Regions from separate parts of the Mus musculus genome. Here regions 1, 2, 3, 4, 6 and 7 are each linked to region 5. Evidence: chromatin contacts called from public promoter capture Hi-C data. All regions are on one chromosome and are shown on one strand. Each heading gives the region's core, a stretch centred on a gene start, on an enhancer-like site or on the middle of the called end of the contact. The rest is flanking DNA. Distances are from core to core; before and after follow the strand shown.

Evidence for each region. Promoter capture Hi-C pulls out the DNA fragments that hold promoters and counts their contacts.
Region 1: a promoter capture Hi-C map of hippocampal neurons shows a contact between it and region 5, with 2.3 times the contacts expected there. The contact joins the enhancer-like site here to the promoter of Cd82 in region 5. A contact is called at or near these places in 8 of 39 promoter capture datasets (the 3T3-L1 cell line, the HPC-7 cell line, HPC-7-derived erythroid cells and 4 more), 1 of 15 datasets of contacts at CTCF or cohesin (large pre-B cells), 1 of 484 Hi-C or Micro-C datasets (the C2C12 cell line), 2 of 115 datasets of contacts at active chromatin or transcription factors (T-cell acute lymphoblastic leukemia and double positive thymocytes) and 1 of 9 other capture datasets (adipose tissue).
Region 2: a promoter capture Hi-C map of pre-B cells shows a contact between it and region 5. The contact joins the promoter of Ttc17 here to the promoter of Cd82 in region 5. A contact is called at or near these places in 1 of 39 promoter capture datasets (pre-B cells) and 3 of 115 datasets of contacts at active chromatin or transcription factors (CD4 single positive thymocytes, bone marrow-derived macrophages and memory CD8 T cells).
Region 3: a contact with region 5 is called in a promoter capture Hi-C map of pre-B cells. The contact joins the promoter of Hsd17b12 here to the promoter of Cd82 in region 5. A contact is called at or near these places in 5 of 39 promoter capture datasets (the C10 cell line, liver, neutrophils and 1 more), 2 of 484 Hi-C or Micro-C datasets (liver and muscle stem cells) and 1 of 115 datasets of contacts at active chromatin or transcription factors (thymic regulatory T cells).
Region 4: a promoter capture Hi-C map of the 3T3-L1 cell line shows a contact between it and region 5, with 5 times the contacts expected there. The contact joins the enhancer-like site here to the promoter of Cd82 in region 5. A contact is called at or near these places in 9 of 39 promoter capture datasets (the 3T3-L1 cell line, 3T3-L1-derived adipocytes, cranial neural crest and 5 more), 2 of 15 datasets of contacts at CTCF or cohesin (large pre-B cells and pro-B cells), 15 of 484 Hi-C or Micro-C datasets (CD4 T cells, the HL-1 cell line, the N1E-115 cell line and 11 more), 3 of 115 datasets of contacts at active chromatin or transcription factors (embryonic stem cells, fibro-adipogenic progenitors and forebrain) and 1 of 9 other capture datasets (embryonic stem cells).
Region 6: a contact with region 5 is called in a promoter capture Hi-C map of cranial neural crest. The contact joins the promoter of Chst1 here to the promoter of Cd82 in region 5. A contact is called at or near these places in 6 of 39 promoter capture datasets (the 3T3-L1 cell line, cranial neural crest, embryonic stem cells and 2 more) and 1 of 484 Hi-C or Micro-C datasets (B cells).
Region 7: a contact with region 5 is called in a promoter capture Hi-C map of embryonic stem cells, with 3 times the contacts expected there. The contact joins the promoter of Alkbh3 here to the promoter of Cd82 in region 5. A contact is called at or near these places in 11 of 39 promoter capture datasets (the 3T3-L1 cell line, the HPC-7 cell line, HPC-7-derived erythroid cells and 5 more), 9 of 484 Hi-C or Micro-C datasets (the HPC-7 cell line, the N1E-115 cell line, cerebellum and 5 more), 3 of 115 datasets of contacts at active chromatin or transcription factors (astrocytes, embryonic stem cells and memory CD8 T cells) and 1 of 9 other capture datasets (adipose tissue).

What each region holds. Positions count from the first base shown.
Region 1 is chr2:92,947,061-92,949,760 of GRCm38.p6, forward strand. All of the region lies in intron 4 of Syt13 (synaptotagmin XIII), which reads left to right. Among named protein-coding and RNA genes, the nearest start is that of Gm13791, 28 kb to the left of the region's middle. Within about 2 kb of position 1,416, at least 109 of the 459 cell types and tissues checked have an H3K27ac peak or open chromatin away from gene starts, as enhancers often do. A contact at or near this core is called in the C2C12 cell line, T-cell acute lymphoblastic leukemia, double positive thymocytes and 1 more, where this site is marked.
Region 2 is chr2:94,404,881-94,407,954 of GRCm38.p6, forward strand. It overlaps Ttc17 (tetratricopeptide repeat domain 17), which reads right to left and starts at 1,809. Exons shown (of 25, transcript NM_183106.2): 1 at 1,627-1,809. The coding sequence starts at 1,785. 2810002D19Rik (RIKEN cDNA 2810002D19 gene) reads left to right here and starts at 1,827. Exons shown (of 2, transcript NR_027831.1): 1 at 1,827-2,086.
Region 3 is chr2:94,156,321-94,159,285 of GRCm38.p6, forward strand. Hsd17b12 (hydroxysteroid (17-beta) dehydrogenase 12) reads right to left here and starts at 1,589. Exons shown (of 11, transcript NM_019657.4): 1 at 1,390-1,589. The coding sequence starts at 1,549. Gm39885 (a long non-coding RNA gene) reads left to right here and starts at 1,844. Exons shown (of 3, transcript XR_866573.3): 1 at 1,844-2,965.
Region 4 is chr2:92,881,953-92,884,843 of GRCm38.p6, forward strand. The region is part of intron 2 of Gm13791 (a long non-coding RNA gene); the gene reads right to left. Among named protein-coding and RNA genes, the nearest start is that of Syt13, 32 kb to the right of the region's middle. Within about 2 kb of position 1,544, at least 33 of the 459 cell types and tissues checked have an H3K27ac peak or open chromatin away from gene starts, as enhancers often do. A contact at or near this core is called in stem cell-derived neural stem cells, where this site is marked.
Region 5 is chr2:93,461,105-93,463,944 of GRCm38.p6, forward strand. It overlaps Cd82 (CD82 antigen), which reads right to left and starts at 1,398. Exons shown (of 10, transcript NM_007656.5): 1 at 1,226-1,398. The region is part of intron 2 of Gm10804 (predicted gene 10804); the gene reads left to right.
Region 6 is chr2:92,598,372-92,601,177 of GRCm38.p6, forward strand. Chst1 (carbohydrate sulfotransferase 1) reads left to right here and starts at 1,336. Exons shown (of 3, transcript NM_023850.2): 1 at 1,336-1,777.
Region 7 is chr2:94,009,023-94,012,008 of GRCm38.p6, forward strand. It overlaps Alkbh3 (alkB homolog 3, alpha-ketoglutarate-dependent dioxygenase), which reads right to left and starts at 1,708. Exons shown (of 10, transcript NM_026944.1): 1 at 1,661-1,708.

The DNA of each region.
Region 1 (2,700 bases), core at 166-2,665, 510 kb before region 5:
TATATAAATATCACAAAACAATCTCAAAATGCTTTACGTGAGTTTATGGTTTTGCATTGGGTGGCATTTATAGAAATCCTTATGTCACGAGGCTTCCTACAACCCATGGGTCACAGGCTGGACCAGTCTGGACCAGCTTGAAAGACCCACAAAGTTGCAAGCCTTTCCCATTACCTTTCTGGATAAAGCAAGTTGCCAATCTGCCCATTGGGACACTATTTCTGTGTGCCCCATCTAAGTGGCTTGGCTTAGGAAGTCATCTATCTGAATAGTAGTAATAGTATCAGCAGTAGTAGTAGTAGTCATGGTTGTCACCACCACCACCACCACCACCATCATCATCATCACTTCCAAACCAGACAGGTAAGGGCAACACTGTTACCACCCTCTCTGCACACATAGGGGAACTGAGGCTGACCTGATTAGAAATCCACACAGCATCAGCAGACCAGCGGGGCAGATAGCTCAGCCTCGACGGCATGTCCTTTCTCATCCTGGGTGCTTTTTCAAACTGCCCTGCACATGCCAGAGGAGGTGATGGACAGGCGTCTTTTCTATTCAAGCCTGGACTGTAGGAGGCAGAGCAGATTCCTCTCCTCTCCGGCTTCTCTTTGGCTCATCGTTTCTCCTGAGCCCTGTTTCTCTGTCTTTTCTCCGCTTGGAAAATTGAGAGGAAAAACCACAGCCACCCTTTGAGACCTGATGTCTCAAAGCCCACTTTCTAATGACTATGTGGTATGTGGAGTCACACACAGGGTCCCTGGTGGGAGAGAAGACATGTGGGCTTCTTAAACTAATAAGCTTATCCTCTCTGGAGCTTAGAAGGTCCCCCTACCAGGCTTGGGTGCTTTTGGAATGACCCCAGAAGGGCTGAAATCCACCTCACTGAGACAGAATCCTGAGTATCTTGCCTGTTGCTGTCTATCCCCTGGAAGACAATAATCGCTCATTCCTAAGCACCTCGCCCAACCCCTGCTGTGTCCCAGGCAGTAAGCCACAGCTGCAGCTGGAGCCCTGTCCTCAGGCTCATCCATCTTACTGTCATCACTTGCTGCAGCTGTCACTACTCCAGAGCTAGCCAGGAGCATCTCTTTCCCTCCGGGTAGTGGTGTGCAGGAGCCATTCAGCTCCTGGCCAGGTCAGGAACCCCACCCAGATGCAGACTGAGAGCTGATTTAAAGCTGATAAGAGAGTCTGCAGTCTCTGCAAACCAGATGTTTTTGTTTAGTTTTGTTCCTTTTTGGGCTTGAATGGGTTAACAGAGGCGGCAGCAATGCCCCAATTCCTGCCGGAAGACATTTAGCCAAAAGTGGCATGTGCGTCATTTGGGACAACGGAGCACCCCACTCTGAGGGCAGCCTGGAGTGATTCACTGAGCATCTAAGAGAAAAGGCGGTAGCGTGAGACAGGAAGAGGGAGGGGGGGAAGCCTCGTTTTTTTTTTTTTTTTCCTTTGTGGTGCTTTGAGACTAGGGCCAGGTGTGGCTGCAGTTCTCTTGTGTGATGACATCCACATGGCTGGTCCTGGTTTTCACTCTCACGTGCGTCAAGAGTGCAGACCTGCTGAGGGGTGGAGGGCAGAGGGCTCAGGCCTGGTCATTTTTAACAGTGGCCCAGGACAGCTGTGTCACTCTGATAGGTGACCTTGACGGCTCTGCTGCTCCCAGGCTATGTGTTTGTCACCTATCCCCAGACCTCACTGCCTCCACTGTGACATGAGAACAAGAGGACATTCACCTAGGAAGCTGGAGCAGTGACTGGGACTTAGAGCAGATTCCACGGGAGTCTCAGATTTGCTGTGTCATAGCTTCAGATTTGCTGTGTCATAGCTGCTGACCCAGGAGGTAGCTCCCACCTGGTTCTCCCAAGGAGAATGAGAACTTCAGTTCCCTTCCCAAGGTCACGGCCAAGATTAAGAGAGATGTCTGCAAAATTTCTGGCAAACATGTATTTTGTATCCAGTGCATGCCCAGTGCCAGGGCTGTGGAATGAACCTGCAGTCTGCGGGGACAGGCAACACAATTGGGTGGAGCAGAGTGTTCGTGTTTAATAGACCATGGCTGTCTGCTCTCTTGTCACACCAAGAGTCCCCGGCACTCCCAGATCAATTTGTCATGTGACTAGCTATCTATATCTAATTAAACTTCTACTGAAATCTCAAGGCCAAGGCCTTCCTCTGGGCATCTCAACAGACCGGGATAGACCACAAGCTGCCTCAAGGGTCCAATTAGCATGGACAGGAATGGAGGCAGAGCAGGAAAGCTTGTTTCCCCACTGCTTAAGAAAGCTGTCTGCCTTCCTGTCCTGAAGTAGCCCTGAGATGGCAGAGGCAGGATAATTGTGGGCACAAAGGTGTGGGTGAGGTTATCTCACTTCTCTATAGGGGTATTGCTACTGCTTTGGGGGTTCAGTTCCCATCATGAGGTAATGGCCTGCAGGTTCCCCAATTCTTAAAATTAGAAACAGAAGAGGAGAAAAATTAGAGGAGCAGAAGGGAAGCAATTAGGGTAGAGACCTGGATCCTCCCTCAAGGGCATAGGATAGTTTCTAAAGGATCCCCTGGGAAGAATGAGCTGTTGGGGTCATGGTAGAGACATTTGTCCTGGATGACAGGCATGCTCTGAGGCAGAGGGTGTGCTCAGAGCACACAGCAGGGCTCCACTATCCACAGCTGGGCTCCTGCCAGTTTGACTGAAGGAGG
Region 2 (3,074 bases), core at 559-3,058, 940 kb after region 5:
CGATCTTACCTTCCCACTGTAATATTCAACATATAAATGATCCATTTCCGTTAATTAACCTTCACTTTTCAGATGGATTTCTTTTCCGGCTGAGTGGCAGGCCACCAAAATGGGAAGGAGAAGTCAATGTCATCGAGTATAAATAGCTGTGGCCAGAAACAATATAGCGAAGGAGCCAATGGGAGAAGGGCTCCCCAAATTGCAGCATAAGTGACTGAATTCAATGCCTCCCTTCACGCGGACCTCAGCAAACCACCAACAGCAATCAAAAGATGAAAACAGGGATGGTGCAGGATTTCCAATCTTACGTTGGAAAGGCAGCCTTACTGTATTTTTCTAGGGGTTCTGACATTTTTAAACTCTCAGTTGGAGGCTAATGAAAATTAACTTGGATCTTGAACTTAATATCCATGAAAAAGAAATCCTTTAAATCGGGAGTTTGATATAAATACACTCGAGGAAAGAGTACACTGGAAACACAAAGTGTGGGCATTTTAAAAATTTTGTTTAGGTTTGCTGCATTGTGAAATGTCTCATCTTAAATATAAACCATGCGATGTGTTTCTACAGTTAATCAAAAGGATCAGTTTCTCTCTCTCGCCTTTGGTTAAAACATGAGTCAGTATGCTTAAATTGCAAGGGGTACACACTTCACTTTTTAAATGGCTCCTGGACATTTCCTGATTGTTGTCAAGCGCTGGAAGTCATTAAGTTTACAAGATTCTGTGGTGAAGCACGCGCGCGAGCACGCGCGCACACACACACACACACACACACACACACACACACGCACACACACACACACACACACACGCAGTCCTTAAAGCATCAGCAGTATGAAAGCAAATGCAGATGCAGGCATCAGAAAGTTATATAAGAAAAGCGGTCACTCCTCTGAGAAATCAGTTCAAGCATAGGTAATCTAGTAAACTGCAAATGCTGAGTGCCGGGCTGGGTCAAAGGAACTAGGAAGCAATGTAAAATACACCGGGAAATGAGGGCACTTAAGAACTGAATGATGCGGGCACCGCCACCAGAGGCATGCATCTTCTGGCATTCCTTCAGAAGGAGCAAGAATGGGTTGTCTTTAAAGAGCCCCTAATGACCTGGCTAACGGCACAGCCTCAAACCACCACATCGCGAAACAAATCCCATCAGTGGGAGACAAGGCTGGAGGAGGCGCATTAAAAGATCCATCCATTCACTAATGCCACCCTGGCTGTCACCGGCCTGGGACGCGCACACTCCCCGGCACTGCCACCTGCTTTCTACTTCCTCGGGGAGAGGTGGTGGCGCGCGGGTCCTGGTCCAGCGGCTCCAAAGGCAGAACTAATGATGAATCCGTGACTCCTAACCCGGGAGCTCAAGTCTCAGCTCCCCGGGGTCGGTTCCGGGACGGCGCGCGGCCCCAAGGTGGAAGGCTGAGAAGTTCCCCACGGCGGAGCCGGGGCGAGGGGACCAGAGGGGAGGGGGCGGCGCCAGGTCGGAGCGCAGGAAGCCTCGGCCCGTGGGCCGGGACCGTGGGAAGCCAAGCTGGGGGCGGGGCCGCGCGGAGCCACCCAGGGGCCCGGCTCCGGGATTCCCCCTGATCGGGCGCGGGCAGAGAGGGGGCACCCTGGCCGCTACCTGCTGTTGGATCTTCCCGTCCTCCGTGACGACCCAGTGCGTAGTGGCCAAGGCCCCTCGAGCCACCACGCTCAGCAAAGCGGAAAGGCTGAGAAGCCAACCCGGGCCGGAGCGAGGTAGCAGCTCGAACCGGCCGCGGACCCCTATTGCCGCCGCCATCTTGCCCCCCCGGCCGGGCTGCTCACACCGGAAGCGGAAGCGACTCCTTGCGGTCCGCCATCTTGGGGAGGTCGCCTCTGGAACTGGAGGAGGAGCCCGCGGAGTGCCTCGGAGACGATACCGGTCCCTTTACTCTCGGTCGGGGAAGCCGGTCCTGCCACACCTCAGGGCTGGAAACGGCTTTCTAGTTATCGTTTTTCTGGAGGCTATAAGATCCCCAAGCGTGGGAATCGGAGGGGAGATAATAAAACTAGGTGGAGCTTGAGCAGAAGTGAGAAGACGGTGAAGGTCTTTTTAAAAAGTAAGTATTGTTTCTGGTAGGGCAATAAAAGTTATACTTTTCAACTATCTGAGAGAGGCTTTTTTTTTTTTTTTTAATAAGTCTCGTAATGGAGTGTTAAGCGGCGCAGTCGTACTGTGTAATGCATGTCACACATCGAATTAAAAAAATAGCTCGTTATCAAATACAAAATATCAGCTCATTACAAGTTATGTATATGTGATCGGCATACTTTTTCTTCCGAAATTTAGAAAGCGATGTGTCCTTACAGACCACTTACATCCAGTGTGGCCAGATTTTTGGGTCTTACAGCAGCAGCACCACGTGTCTTGTGGACTTTGGTGGGCAGCTCTAGTCTAAGTTAAAGACCTAGGTGTAGAACCCAGATAGTGGCATCTCCGGGGAGGGGACTGTATTAAATATGTAAGCACTGCGGCTTCCCTTCCCCGAGGGTAGACTCAGCCATTATGAGTATGTTTTAAAGAAGTCTCAGGTGATTGATTTGCATATTGAAACTTAAGAGGCGCACTACCAACAGGTACAGTAGCTGTTAACCAGCTTAGGTTCCAGGCTCTGCCAATGTATGTTATTATAGGTATTTCAGGTCGGCCTACTAGTATGGTGGGCGTATCATCTTGTAACAAAGCTGTTATGCTTTTTTTTTTTTCTGTTGAGAAAAAAAAAAATTGTGCCCTGCCACCTACATAGATGTGTTGCAGGAAACAAATGTCTGCCTCATGTTATGGGAACAGAGACTGTGCTATGGCATTGTAATTCTTCTGAGAGCAGTTTGGTTTTGTTGATTTTGTTTGTTTTGTTTTTGAAATGAAGTCCCATTTGCAGCCTGAATTGCCTGGAATTTATTTAGCCCAGGCAGGCCTTTAAGTCCACCTGTGTCAACCACCTGATGCTGGATACAGGCATGAACCATCAGGCCCAGCTCACTAGGCAGCTTTTCTTAAAAGTACCCGTGTAATGAACATTCGTTTTATTAAAAAGGTATATCTTG
Region 3 (2,965 bases), core at 339-2,838, 700 kb after region 5:
AAATCTGCCAGAAATGCTTTCCTAATTTTTACCAGTTTCCCTTTGTCTGGATGGAGCCAAACCTACCTTGAACGTGGCAAACCCTTGACTTTCACTCTGCGTTTTAGACTGTGCAAACAATTTACAATAATAAAGCTAAAGCAACACTGGGCTTTCTTTGCAAGTTTCATTTTATTGGATAACTGATTTCCTATGGGATTACTGTTGCATTGACTTAAAAAAAAATAAAAATAAGCCAACAAACAACTTTTTCCAAGCTGACAACAAAGAAACTGACCAAGTCAATTGTGAAATTATATCATCTGAATCTTAATCACAGCGAGCACTTTTTCCCCCAGGGACTATGAAAAGTGATTTTGGAAAGTTGTATAAAATCACTGTTTGCCCCACATCAAGGAAAGGGGCTCACAAACTCATTTCTACTTGAAATATTTTCTCCTATTATTAGGGTGTTGTCCCAAAAGATTAACTGTCATGTCTTTTCTAAGTCGTTTAAATGTTCTTTAATGAACAGAACAAACCTGAAAAGTAACATGATTTCTGTCCTGTGTTTAGTCCGTAGGCAACCGCACCCCAATATTCTATAAAATGTTTGAGTCGTGAACAGTGAGTTACAAAACACCAGAGAGCCACACATACATCATGATTACATGGGTGTTTGTTTTAAAGCCCTTCTCTCAAAAAATAGAAACAAAGGTGAGAGGGCTGAACTAGGATTTTCTCAACTTCTCTGATACGACCTTCGTTCTCATTTTTAAAATCTGTCAACTGAAAAGAAGAAGGTTCGCGTGTTTTGGTCACTTTTTGTAAAGACATTTTCCGCAAACTCTTGCAAAAAGTACTGAATACGATAGGAAGACTTTGTTTTCCCAGAACAGCGCTTCTTAGTCATTGAAACTCCAGAATAATTTACCAAGATTTCCTCCGACACCGCCTCCACCTCCCCCCTCCCCAAAAGGACTTGTTAAATTACATGAAACAAACCCAATTCAAGTAACTGGAGAATCAAGTTTCCCAAGATCCTAACTTCTGAAATCGTTGTCCCTGCAACCCTTCTTCCTATCTTCACCTATGCTCTCATCCATAGCACAGGGCCAGTTTTCAAGCCAAGTGAAAAACTTTATTTTAAAAAATAAATAAACACTGCAAGGGACACAGCGGACAATGCGCCTGACTCCGGCCGCCTGCCCAGGAGGGCTCCAACAGGACAAGTCCGGGGAGTTAAGAAAGGTCTCCTCCGTGCCCACCAGGCAGCAGCAGGTCAGATCACCCACCCCGCCAGTGCGCTCAGGGTCTGGAGAAGTTTCCGCGCTCCAGAGCGGGCTCGCTGAGCGCGAGCGACAGGGGAACAAGGGCCACAGCGTGGTCGCGGCTTGTGGTTCCACTCACCTGCCCATTCTCCGAGTCGCGGACCGACCAAGGCCTCGTTGCCCACGCACCACACCTGGAAGGCCCTGAAGAGCGAGTACGAGGCTCGCAGGGCCAGGTAGGCAATGGTGCTCGCGCCCACCCAGTACAGGAAGCCGGCCGCCGGGGGAGCGCACTCCATGGCTCGTGACTAGGCCTCACTACTACGGTGAATGGGGAAGGAAAAAAAAAAAAAGAATGAATGGGACGAGGAGGCGGTGCCGCCGTGACGGCGAAGACGCAGCGAATAGACGTGATTTTTTGAACGCTTTAGGTCTAAGACCCGCCTACATAGTCATATCCATGTGTCTATTGGTGACTTCTCTTTCCTGTAAGCGTACTATGTCTCCTATTGGTTAGCCTTCGTTTCGTAGCCCCGCCCACAATCCCCTTCGGCGCGCTCAGAGCCGCATTTCCGTATTAAGACAGTGGCTCGCTCACAAGCCGCTCAACGTTTGGCTCCGCCCACAAGCTTTACCTCGCACCACCGAAGCGCAGGGATCTCTCATTGGCAGAGGCGGCCCTTACGACTGCGGAAGGCTGCGCGCTGATTGGCCAGTGATACCTAACTGGGTTTAGCTCACATTTCAGGAAGGAATGGAACCGGAAAGGGAAGAATATAGTAGAAGTCCGGGAGGAGCTGGAGTAGTGCTTGTGATTACGTCTTAGTAATAACCGCTTTCGGATTGTTAATTCCTCAGACTTTTCAGATGAAGGTTTACGGTTCCCCTTTGTCTGCAGAGCACGCTTTCGCTCCATTTTTTTGAATGACTGCCTTAGCTCCCACAATGAACTTTATACTTGTTCCCAATAATTCGGAATTCCAGAAAACTCTACTGTGTAGTAGCGTTAACAGTTGTAAGATGAATGAAAAGTATCCTACAAGAACAGAGCTTATGGAGCAATTCTGGGAAACTCAAATTTTTTTATTGGACCTGGTCCAGTAAAAACCAAAATCATTTTATTTTTGTTTTGTGGGAGGATATTAAAGAGATATTTGTGTCCTATACTTTTTACTGTAAGACAATCAAAACAATAAAATCAAAACAGGAACCGATTCACCCCCATCAAGGGACTTCATGCTGGGATAAAAGAAAACCTAAAACGTGGGCAAACACTTCCAGAACACCTTACAGGGGAGGCAATGAGGGGCCAGTGGTGAGCTGGCTGGACCACACTTTGACTTGCTTAGATTTATGTTACTCTGGCCCATTCTTAAACCATAACTGCACATCAGAACCTAAAACATGGCTTTGGTGGAAGGTACTGGGTCTCTTTATAACTTTTCCCAAATCTTTTTTTATTCTTTTCTTTTCCTGCTGTTCTGCACTATTAATTTGACTGTTTTAGCTGACTTAGGAAGGACAGGTGACCGAAACTCACTTGTTGATGCACAAGCTGTGGCCCTGACTCTGAAAACAGGCCTTATGCTTGAGCAGCAAATACTTTACCCACCAAGCAATCTCCCCTGCCCTGAAGGGAAGCTTTAAGGGGACACAAAAATCTGATCTCTGGAAGAGCATGGAAGTACTTCAGCGGACAGGGAGACAGACATAAA
Region 4 (2,891 bases), core at 294-2,793, 580 kb before region 5:
TGCAGAATTATCTGGGAAGAGAGTCTTAGTGAAGGATTGTCTAGATTAGGTTGGTGTGTGTGTGTGTGCATGCACGCACCTGTGCATGTGTGTACATGCATAAATGTTTTTGTGTGTTGTTGTGTTTTATAAAACATACAGTGGTGTGGTGAAATGAAGTGCCTGGGCGGGCCCATGCCAAAGTGTTCCCTCTGAAGAGTCAGACACAGGACAGGCTTAATATAAAAGGGAATTTATATGGGACCTGGGGAAAGGGGGTTGAGGCAGAGAATGGGGGACAGGGAAGGACTGAAAAAGAGAGGAGAGAGAAAGAAGGGAAGAGGCCATCCAGGGACACATAGGGAGAAAGAGAGAGAATAGGTAGAGAGAGAGAATAGGTAGGGGGGCGGGGGAGAAGATGGAGAGAGAAAGAAGCCTGAACAGCCCTTGTATGCCTGGCTCCAAGCTTATATACCTGGCTGTTGCTAGGTAACTGTGGGGCGGAGCCTAGAGGAAATGCTAACATCTGGGAGGGATTGTCTTGATTTCAGGAGTTGGTGTGGGACAGATCCAGCTTACTGTGGGTGGCACCATTCCCTAGGCAGGGGGCCCTAAGTTGTATAAGCATAAGAAGGAGCTGAACATGGACAAGCAGACATGCATCACGCTCTCTCTGCTCTTGACTGTGAAGATGACTCAAGTTCCTGCCTTGACTTCCCTGGTATTATGGTCTACAACTTGGAATTGTGAGCTAAAACTCTACCTCTTCTCCTTTAAGTGGCATTTTAAGGGTACTTTATGACAACAGAAACTAGACCTGAGTACTAAATACCCCGTGTCTGTGGCTGCTGCCTCTTCATGCAAAATGTATTGAAAGCCCAGAAGGGTACCGACCTTTGCTAAGGATTTCCCACAGGTCAGGTGCCTTGCCACATTTAGTCTTGAAACGTCTGTGAGGTGGATGCTTTCTATGCCCAATTCACAGATAAGAACACAGGCTGTGCACAGCCGCCCTAAGACCAGATTCACCCAAGGAGTTTTAAGGTGGTGGCCTCAGGCCCTCCATCACCATTCCTGATATGCGGAACAACTCTGTGACCCACAGCATGTCATGGAAAAGAAAGCATGGTCTTTTGACTGCTGAATATTGTCCTTTCTTTGGCTTTATTCTGCTTCAGTGGGTGGCTTTTTGTGTGTTCTTAACAGAGTACAAAACAGACAAGGGAAAATGATGAGGTGCCATTTATCATCTTGCCCACCAGGGGGCAGCAAGAGGCCACATGAGCAGAGCCTCGACTCGCTGATTCTTAGCTTTGCTGAACAGGATGGAAGTTTGAGAGGAAGAACACCCCTTATTTCCAACATCCTTATTTTTCTAATAAAACAAAACAAAACCAGAATACCACAGGATCAGGTTTCTTCCCTAGAGCCAGTTATAGGGAACCATGAAATCAACAAATGTTAATTAGATATTCGTTAAGCCAATTCCAGCTCAGATGTGGTTGCCCCCAACAGAGCTTGCAGTCTGGTAAAGTGCAGGAACAATGGGAAGTGACTGTGGGGAGGGCTGCGGAGAGGAGAGGGCAGGAAGAAGCTTGAGCACTAGCGATTTCCGCACCCCCTACCCCCACCCCAGCCAGGCCAAAGGATGAAAGGTACCTAGGCTTTCCAGCAGCTGGGACAAGAACTCCAAAAGGAAGAGTGTGAGGGGCTAGATCGAGACTGAGAAAGATGCTTAAGGAGCCAGAGGCAGGGTAACTGCGGTGCCTGGAACGCGGTCTTATACGTCTGAACGGGGACATGATCTCTCAGCATCCTCACCACGAGCCTGAGTTTGTTCACGCCTATTACTACTTAAAGCCCTGGAGGTTAAAACGATTTAGCAAAGGCTATAGGGTCCTGAAAGGCCCTAGTGGGGACTTGAATTTGAGTCTGTCAGCTTGTCCTTACTATCCCAACAAGGGCAGAGCTAAGACTAAAAGCCCAAGATCCTGTGTGAGGGTCACTTCTCACTGGGAGCTTGGCAGAGTTCCTTCCTTGCCTCTTGGCAGCCGGTAGATCCTGTACAGAAATTCCAGTCGCTGCAGGCTCCTCCCCCTCCATCTCCACTCACTGCTGGCTCCTCTCCCTCCTATCTCCAGTCACTGCAGGCTCCTCCCTCTCCATCTCCAGTCACTGCAGGCTCCTCCCCCTCCATCTCCAGTCACTGCTGGCTCCTCTCCCTCCATCTCCAGTCACTGTTGGCTCCTCCCTCTCCATCTCCAGTCACTGCTGGCTCCTCCCTCTCCATCTCCAGTCACTGCAGGCTCCTCTCCCTCCATCTCCAGTCACTGCTGGCTCCTCCCCCTCTATCTCCAGTCACTGCTGGCTCCTCCCTCTCCATCTTCCAGGACCACTTGCCTCTTCTATGGCTTTTGTAAGGATACTTGTCACAGGGTCCACCTAGATAACCCAATGTAATCTGCATGTAAGATGCTTAACTACAGTACAAAGACCCTTTCTCTGAGTGCCACTGTCTCTCATGACCTGGGGTGGGTGTGTTCCCAGGAACCCTCAGATACGAAAATCTGAGACACACAAGCTCCTTGTAAAAGAGCTGCATGTGACCCCCAAACACCCTACCTCCTGCATACTTTAAAACAGATTTGCTATGATCCTTATTGTAATGTTTAATAATGGCAGAATAAAAGCTGCTGCATGCTTGGTTCGCTACAAGCCCAAATCTTTTCTTTCTTTCCTTTTTTCTTTTCTTTTCTTTTTTTTGTTATTTATTTGTTTGTTTGTTTATTTATTTATTTATAATTTTCAGTCTGTTTCTGTTGAGTCTCCAAAATGTCTGGATTATACAGGGAAGAACCTCTGAGGGAAGGGCAGCCCAGGCCCTGGGCTGGAAAGTTCTGGGGTTGGGGCAG
Region 5 (2,840 bases), core at 148-2,647:
GATGAGGATAATGCTAGGCCCATGGACTCATTAAGCAGTTTTTTTTACAAGGGGGTGGGGGTCGTTTAAATTCAATACCCATCATCTCCAAGCTATGTTAGGGACTCAGGCCCTCCTTTGTCTAGGTAACACATTTCCTGACCCACAAAAGAACAAGATGACGTTGATGGCTGGTGTCAGTTTCTGACTCTGATGAGGTCAGGGATGGGACAGCTGCAGTTACCCACAAGCCTTCCAAACCAAGCCAAACCCCAAAGATGGGTTCATTTCCCAGAAGGAAGACAGCACACCACCTGCTCACTGACATCTCAGGAGCTTTGAAGTGAGGCTTCTGGGCACCCAATGGCCTGTCAGGCATGGTACACATAGTTTCACTTAATTCTTGCTACTACTGTTTGGCCATTGCTCCCCAAGTTACAGATGAGGAAACTAAGGTTTGGAGGGGAGTGGAATCCAATTAGGCTGAATCCCAAAGCCTAAATCCTTGGCACAGCCAGGACCCAGGACACACCCCACCATCAGAAGTGGAGCCCCTTCTGCACAAATACCTAATCCCTGGCACAGCAAGGAGCTCTCTTGGGTTTGGCTAGATTCTGAGCAGGTTTGGAAGGGTTTCCCCTTCTTCTCCCTATGCACCCCAAGAGAGAGTTTCTTCTGCTGCTATCCCTCCAGGCTCCTCTTCCAAACCAGCTCACCTGGAAAAGTTTGGCTAGGTTTCCACTCTTAAGTCCACCCAGTTCAGTGGTGCGCTCAGAACGTGGAAGGAGGAAAAGAACGGAAACTGCCTTGCTTTGGATTTGGAGTTCCTTCCAATAACCCAGGGCAACTTAAATCGTTTCTCTCAGTGACATTTTGCGGAAGTCGCTGAGGTCTAGCTACGCAATCTGAAAGCGAGTGTACTCACACACCACTGTGACTGTCACCTGTTAGCCCTCACATTCCGCTCGGAAGCTCATCTCAATCAACTTCCTCCTTCTGGAACCGGAGGAGATCTGGACTAGGGGCAGGGACAGGCCCGGGGCCACAGGGCTGGTGTGTGGGGCAGCCAGAACTAGGGAGTTCGGGACTCGGAGGTGAACGACCCTTCTCAGCTACTAAGTGCTCCAGCCTGTTACCTGTTGCCAAGCGGGCCCCACGGGCTTGGCGGAATGGGTCCTGCTAGGAAATCCGGACAAAGCTAAGTTTGCTTCCGATTATCCTGTCCCCTCCCCCAGGCTTCTCTTACCTGGTGCCTGGGTTCTGGCTACGCGCTTTAAGTCCCGCGTCTTCAGCTGGCGCCCCAACCCGAGTCTGACTGCGCAGCTTGGCTCTGTCCCTCCGTTTTCCCCCGCCACCCCCTCCCGAAGTCAGTCCAGAAGCTCAACGGCCTTGTCAGGCCACGCCACGCCCCCCAAGACCACGCCCTTGACACGCCCCCTATACAGTTCCCCTCTGGGCCCTGCGGGAGGTAGCACCAGGCTCCGCCCACCACAGCCTCCCGGTTCAATCAAACGGCCACACCCCTTAGCACAACACTGAGCTGGCTACCCTTTGCCAACCCTCCAGCTCTGCCCAGCCCTGCAGCCTGGTTCCAGCTCCAGATTAGAGGCGAGGCCACGTACGCGCCTTGCTCCGCCTGCTTTGGGCCTCCAGGGGATAAGGCCGACCTGGGACCCCAAGTCTGCCGCTCCAGTCTCTTCCAGCCTTGCGGAGTCTCACCCCCTATGGTCTCCCCCATCCTTCCCACTTCCCAACTATGCCGCTGGCGGTCCTCTGAAGCCCTCCTGTTCACCCCTTTGAGTCCATCACTTTCCCCAGGGGCTCACCCTTAGGCCTCCAACTGGGAGGCAACTCCCCGGCTCCGCCCTTCCCGGGGGATTCTCTGCTCCGCCCCGAGCCTGTTCCCCTTAGCAACCTGGCTCAGGGCTATAAGCCTGGGGCCCCGACGCTGGCATTCTAGGACGGGCGTATCCTGGTGCAACCCGGGAATGGCGTGGGAGCGTTCGCGTTCCAAGACCAGGTCTCCGTGTGGAGGCGGCTGGAGCCAAGCACTTTCTGAAAATACTAACAGCTACCAGTGGTTGAACTTTTGCTCAAAGACAGGATGAAAGCCAACAGCTGTTAAAACTCTGCTCTTCAGTCCCTACCACTCCTGGGCTACTTTATTTGTACCCATTTTATTATTTGCACCCATTTTACAGATGCACAGCCCAAGCTTTAGAGAGGGGAAGTCGTGGGCTAGAGTCTAACAGCAGAGTCGTTCGTGAACCATTCCAACGTCTCGAATCATACTTAATACTTGTCCTAGCTTTTCTGGATTTTGGTCCTTGAAGAAGTGGCCCAGGCCAGCCAGCTGTGGTACAGCAGGCTGGTGAAGGGGTGGCAGGAGAGGGCAGAGGGCCTGAGACCTCCATGGCTGGCTTCTTCTTTGAGAAAGTGGTCTGCCAAAGATCTCCAGATGTCTGACACATCACAATGCACTACAGACCATGGATCTGCCTCAGGCAGGTTACCAGGTTAACAAGCAGGGCCATTAACCTGTGAACTGCTGAAGTTCTTTAGCAACACATCTCACTGGCATAGCAGTACAAGCCTCTGAGGGGAGGGTGTGGATGTGCTTGCTTTACCAGTGGGGCGCTGGATGCAAGGCTGCCCAGTGGTTCTCAAAGCTGTTCTCACCCTAGAAGCCCCATCGCTGCCTGGGAACTTGTTAGGTTCATGTTTGGGGTTTGAGGCACCCAGAAACAACTCGGTGGGAAACTGCGGTGGTTTGCTTTCACAAGGGTCCCAGGTAATTCCGAGTCAGCTTTGTGGTTGAGAGCCACTGTTGGGCATAGGGTAGGCTGAGACTCACTCACAGG
Region 6 (2,806 bases), core at 86-2,585, 860 kb before region 5:
TCTTAGCGAACAAGTAAGCATCCACCCAAGCTAACATGGGAGCTGTTGCCCTAGGAGATAAGAAAAAGCACCTCCATTTTTCCTCGTGAGGAAACTGAGGCACGGGTGGGGGAGGACTGCATCACATGGTCACACAGCAGACTCACAAAGGCTCCTCTGCACTGAGAACTTCCAGGTGAATATAACCTCATTAAAAAACAAAACAAAACAAAAAAAAAACCCGTTGTTCTCTGCACCGTATCAGGAGTGACAGACGGATGGACAGATCGTGTTCTAGGAGACGTAAGAGACGGTGGAGATGGAAGCCCACTCCTTTGGACGATCGCTACCACTCTGGACAAAGTCTACTACTGCCTTTGGTCCAGAGCCCTGCAAAGTACCTACACATCTTCAGATGGGAAACAGGTCAGGATGGGGTCTGGGTTTGTGCGCATGGACACCTTGGTGGCCAATGGTAGAAGTGGGTTTTCCCTCCTCTTCAGTTCAGGGCCACAGGCATTCCTCTGCTGGCTTCATTTTTCCTCCAGGCCACACTGAGGGCTCAGGGGTATGTTTCTCTTGTCACTAGCTATAGTGTTCGGTGCTTCTGACATGCAGGAGATGCTCAGTCGATATTTATGCAGAGAACGAAGGACCACTGTAGTGCCAGGGCTTTGCCGCTGTCCTGGTCCCACAAGTGCAGCTTGTGGACTGGTAACTACCTGGGAAGACAGATGCAGCCTAGGAGGAAGGGGCTGGGCAGGATGGAAAGCTTCCTCTAGCAAAGGAACTCTAGTGTCCGACTAACTGGCCAGCTCCACCCAGCCCCTGCTGAAAGGGGATGACAGGATCTGGGGCAAATGAAACATTTCTTTAGTTGTGGGTGATGGAAGAGAAGCAGGGGCATGTAGTGGAATATCGACTTCAGTTCTGGGTTTGGGAGTCTCTGATTGCCCTGGCTGGGGAAAGGAGCCAGGGTCAGGTTGGGGCTGTAGCCAGACTTGGGTATCCAGAGGCTTTGGCTGCATAGATAGAGCCATGCCTTCGCTAGGGCGGGTGTAGGGGGAGAGGGCAGGCCAAGAGGTACCCGTGCTGCTGCCGCTTGGCCTCCTCAACTCGGGGGTGGGGGGTGGGGGGTGCGGGGTGGAGGGTGGGGGGTGTGGCTGCCTCGGCCCGCCGGTGGGTTGGCTCCGGAGCCCTGCTAGTGGGGGTGTCCCGGCGCTCCCGGCCTGGGCTGCGCGGGGGGGGGGGGGGCGGGAGGGCGCGCGCTGACGGGGTCGGGCGGAGAGGGGGCGGGCGGCGCTGGGGGTGGAGCCGGGACCGCAGCGCCTGCCACCCGCTAGCTCGGCGCTGAAGCAACCACCGCTGCTTTTGACTCCGAGACGCAAGGAGGGTACTCCGTGAGGCTCTGGCCTCCGAGGCTGCTGCTGTCCTCCGGAGACTGGGGCTGCAGTGCTCGGTGTCCCGGTGCCTGGCCCTGATCTCTCTCTCTCTCTCTCTCTCTCTCTCTCTCTCTCTCTCTCTCTCTCTCTCTCTCTCATCAGGAAAAGGCACTGTGCAGAGCGAGCCACCCGGAGCTAGCGCCCCCGAGCCATGGAGAGGGGCCCGTGAGGGACGCGCGGAGGCGGAGGAAGAGGCTTGGGAGGAGGGAGGCCGAGGAGCAGGGCGCGGGAGGAGGAGGATGCCGCCGCCACCTCCACCGCCACCACCACCCGCGGGCCCCCGGAGAGCCTGACTCTAGACTAAGGATGGAGCCAGCGCTGGGCGCTGCAGCGGCTCCCGGCGCGCCCGCCACCAGGTATCGGCCGGGTCTCCCGGGCCCCGGGGCAGGCGGGAACGGACTGCACCGCAACAGCCGGGAGGGGCGGGGGCGCGGGCGCGGCGGGAGACGCCCCTAGCTCAGGGCCGGTGTCTCTGGGCGGTGCGCGGAGGCGGTGGCTAGGGACCGCAGAGTGCTGGGCGCTGGGAGAGGTTGGCTGGGGCTAGTAGCCCTCCGGAGAGCTCCGCGATCGCTCCTGACCTCCTCCTCTGGTGAGGGCAGCAAACTTGGGATAAACGTCTGCCCGGGGCTCCTGTTCTGCTGCTGCGGTACCCGCTCGGGTGTCTGCTCCGGGTTGATCATGCAACAGCCTGCTAGACCCGAGCGGCCGAGGTTGCCAGAGACCCTGAGGTTCCCGTGCCTCCTCTAACTTTACAAACCAGGCTTACACCCTGAGGCAAAGCACTGTCCCGGCCTCTTGCTTATAGCCTCGGTCTTGTATCGGCTTCTACTATGCTGGTGATAGGCTGGGCCCTTAGGAGACTAGGGCTGCCTGACGGTGCAGAGCTTCCCCCCACGCGAGGCCAAAACAATCCTAGCACCTCTCTGAGTAGGATATGGGGTGGTCAGCTTCTTTCGGGGTCCAGGGAGGGACACGGTGCTTGACTTTACAGTAACAGTAGACAGTGGCCCTAGCTGGAATCTATGGGTTAAAAGGCCACGCTATCTGAGGAAGGAAGGTCCTGCTAGGATGGCACCTTGGCTTGATTTCAGGTACCTCACCATGTCACCTCTCCCTACTCCAGGTCTGCCTCTTTTTAAGATTACATTCCTAGTACCCACTTCCTGATGGGCTTAACCGTTTAAGCAAGAGGCTTCTGGACACCAAGGCTTTTGGGGTCCAGGACCAGGGATGTTATAGCTGACTGCTGAGAGGTTGAGGCTGGGACAGGGGAGGTGCATGTCCAAACAGTGACAGGAATTCAGCCCACTGTCTTCTGGAGCCTAGGGACATAGGAAGACACCTATGGTGGAGGCAGGAGGCAAGCATCCTGGCTGAGCAGAGAA
Region 7 (2,986 bases), core at 458-2,957, 550 kb after region 5:
TGACCTTACACACAGCAACTTAAGAAAGCTGAACCCTAAGAGTAGAATGTGATTGCTTATGACTAGGGAAGGGGGCTAGGTGGGGGCAAGGACACTGTGGATCCAAAGTACAAAGTTTCACTTGGATAACAATAAGCTTTACTGACCTCCTGCACAGAACAAGGGCCATAAATACCAAATCACTGCTGGGAATGGTGGCACATGCCTTTAATCCCAGCACTTGGGAGGCAGAGGCAGGCGAATTTCTGAGTTCGAGGCCAGCCTGGTCTACAGCAGGACAGCCAGGGCTACACAGAGAAACTGTCTCGAAAAAAAAAAAAAAAAAAAAAAAAAAACAAACAAAAAACCAAATCACTGGATAGCTCAGTTATGAAGAGTAGATTTTAAATATTTCCATCACAAAAAGGTATACGAGGTAAGAGATGTATTAATTTGATGCATTCATTCTATATCAAAAGCATATATCAAAATGTCACAGAATACCATAAATAAGAACAATGATTTGTCAACTTTAAAATTAAGTTTGAAATGAAAATCTAAAATATCCATGTACCACTTTTAAAACTACAATTTAGGAAAGACTCTATTTCTATGTTTATAACAAGCAGCAAAGGGTAAGATATGCTAATATGTATAGAGATCAGAAGGTTTAGTGACTTACAGAGACACTCAGGAAATCAATACTGATGAAAAGTTCAACTCTTGTCAGGTTCCAGCCTTGAGCTAATCAAACCCCCTATAATTTTGCCCAAAGGTTACCCTATAGCAAATACAGAATTCTTAAGGGTCAGGTCACATGTTCGGAACCTGCGAGCCACTTCTTTATGAGTCTAGGAAAGCTTCTAGCTCTCAAAGACAGTCCACTCATATGACTGCTTACACCACAGGTTCCCAGGCCTCGTCTCCTAGACCTTCCGATCCAACAGAGCTCAGGGCTCTGCTTAAATCTCCTTAGGACGTAGAAATGATGGTTTACAGGCACATACCAGTAATCCCAGCATCCAGGAGGCCTGAGCTAAATACTGAGACCCCGTCTCATCACCGACAACCCATCAAGTGCTTATCATTTACCAGGTAGGGCCTTGGAGAAGATGTCGATTCCCTCAAAAAGTTAATGACACAATCAAATCCAACTCTCCGGGCTTACCGAATGTGTGAAGGAAACCCTCGTGTATCATATTCTCGGAGACCTAAAGGCATAAGACTAGTGGGGGTCAGTGAAGGCCTCTGACCTGCTCACCTTGACGTGACTTGTTTAAGGCAAGTGGTGAACAGAAATTCCAGAGTGCTGTCTGAGACTTCCTGAGTGCTGTCAGTTCGAGGAGTCCCAGAACTTAATAGGTCCTAACAAAGGTCCCGCCACCCTGGAACTCCAAGCCTGAAAACCTTAAAAAGAACAAGGGCTCTGGCAGGTGCAGGAACTTGCTTGGAATGCACAGATCTATCCCGTCCCGCCAGCAAACCCCGTGGCAGCGGACGCCACCGTCTGACCTCAGGCCTCTCCCTCAAGCAGGAGACAGTCCCGCCCTCGAGGCTGAGGTACAGAGAAATGGCTAACAGCCTTCTGATGGCCCAGAAACGGACCCTCGGGCAGTCCTCACACGCCTGCCCCCGGCTCGCGGCCAGCAAGCCAGGAAGGAGCTGGGCGCCCCGGACCAACCTGGCTGGGCCCTGAGCAGAGGTCCCGACACGACCCTAATCAGCCGTCTGGACGCCGGGGAACCTTCAGAGTGAGGCACCAACTCCTGCAACGTCCAACCACAGGCCTCCGTTGCGCGTAGTTCCTCTTAGGTGACATACTGCCACCGCTTCCGCTTCCGGTGGGTAGCCCGGAGTCCGGGTTGCCCCGCATCCCTGGCAACTAAAGGGCCGGGTGGAGACGCTGAAGGGAATATGGTCGGAATGGGAACTGGAGTCAGGGGCACATGTGGGGATGAAGATGAGCCTCCTAGGCCTAGGTCCTCAGGAAACTAGTTCCCGAAACCAGTGCTGGCATCTTAGGTCTGTTGTGCAAAGGGCAACCGCACTCTCCCGGAACTTGTACTGATCCGGGAGTAGGGAGGACTGGGACATGCTGGGTTCTGCTATAGAATTCTCTCCTTACCTTGAAAACCATGAAGAGTCTAAGGTGCGCTTTGTTCTCAACGTAGCGCGCCCGTCTTTTCTACACAGCATTTACGCTGGGACGTGAGAGCATGCCTTATTTATCTGAGTTCCTCAGTGCTAAGGAAACTTTACTTGAGTCCACAGATCTGTCTAAATTTCATTCCAATGCCACCATTTGGGGCAAGTGCATTGCTTACTTTTTAAGTGGTCCTGTTAAGTGGGATTAAATGAGACAGCAGCGTCTGGACCACTATAGAAATCTAATAATTCACGATAGCTAAAGTGCCTTCTCACGCATCTGACCTCTTCACAAGCTTCTTTAAAGAGATCAGGTTAAGCCATGTCTCTTATAATTTGACAACTCTGACTGTAGCACCAAGTCAACTATTTTCTGTCAAATATTATTCTCTAAAATTTACCAAAACACAATCATTGTGGAGATCTTTCAAATAAGCCTGATTCTGTCAGGGTATCGGTAAAGGCTCCTTAAGAAAAATCCCCACTCGTCAAAAGAATAGAATCACCTGGCCAAAGAATGACCCCTAGGAAGGTAGGCTTACCTGAAGTAACACTAAAGAGATAAGTGGACTTATTAGTACTTTAATGAGACACTGTACTTCCTTTCTCCGATTCCCACCCTCTATCTCCGTCACTTAAGGAACATGGCCACGCCGGTTCCAAGCCTTCCTGCTTTTCTAAATTACCTAGAGAAACAACAACAAAAACTAAAAACAGCAGCAACAACAAAAACCATAGCTTACCTTTCTTGCTGTCCCTCCTGTAAGCATGCTTCTTTTAGGACTTCAGACTTTTGCCAGCATTTGATGTCCCCTTACTCTTTCTCTGATGCTTCCCTCTCTTACATGACAACGGCTGCCTT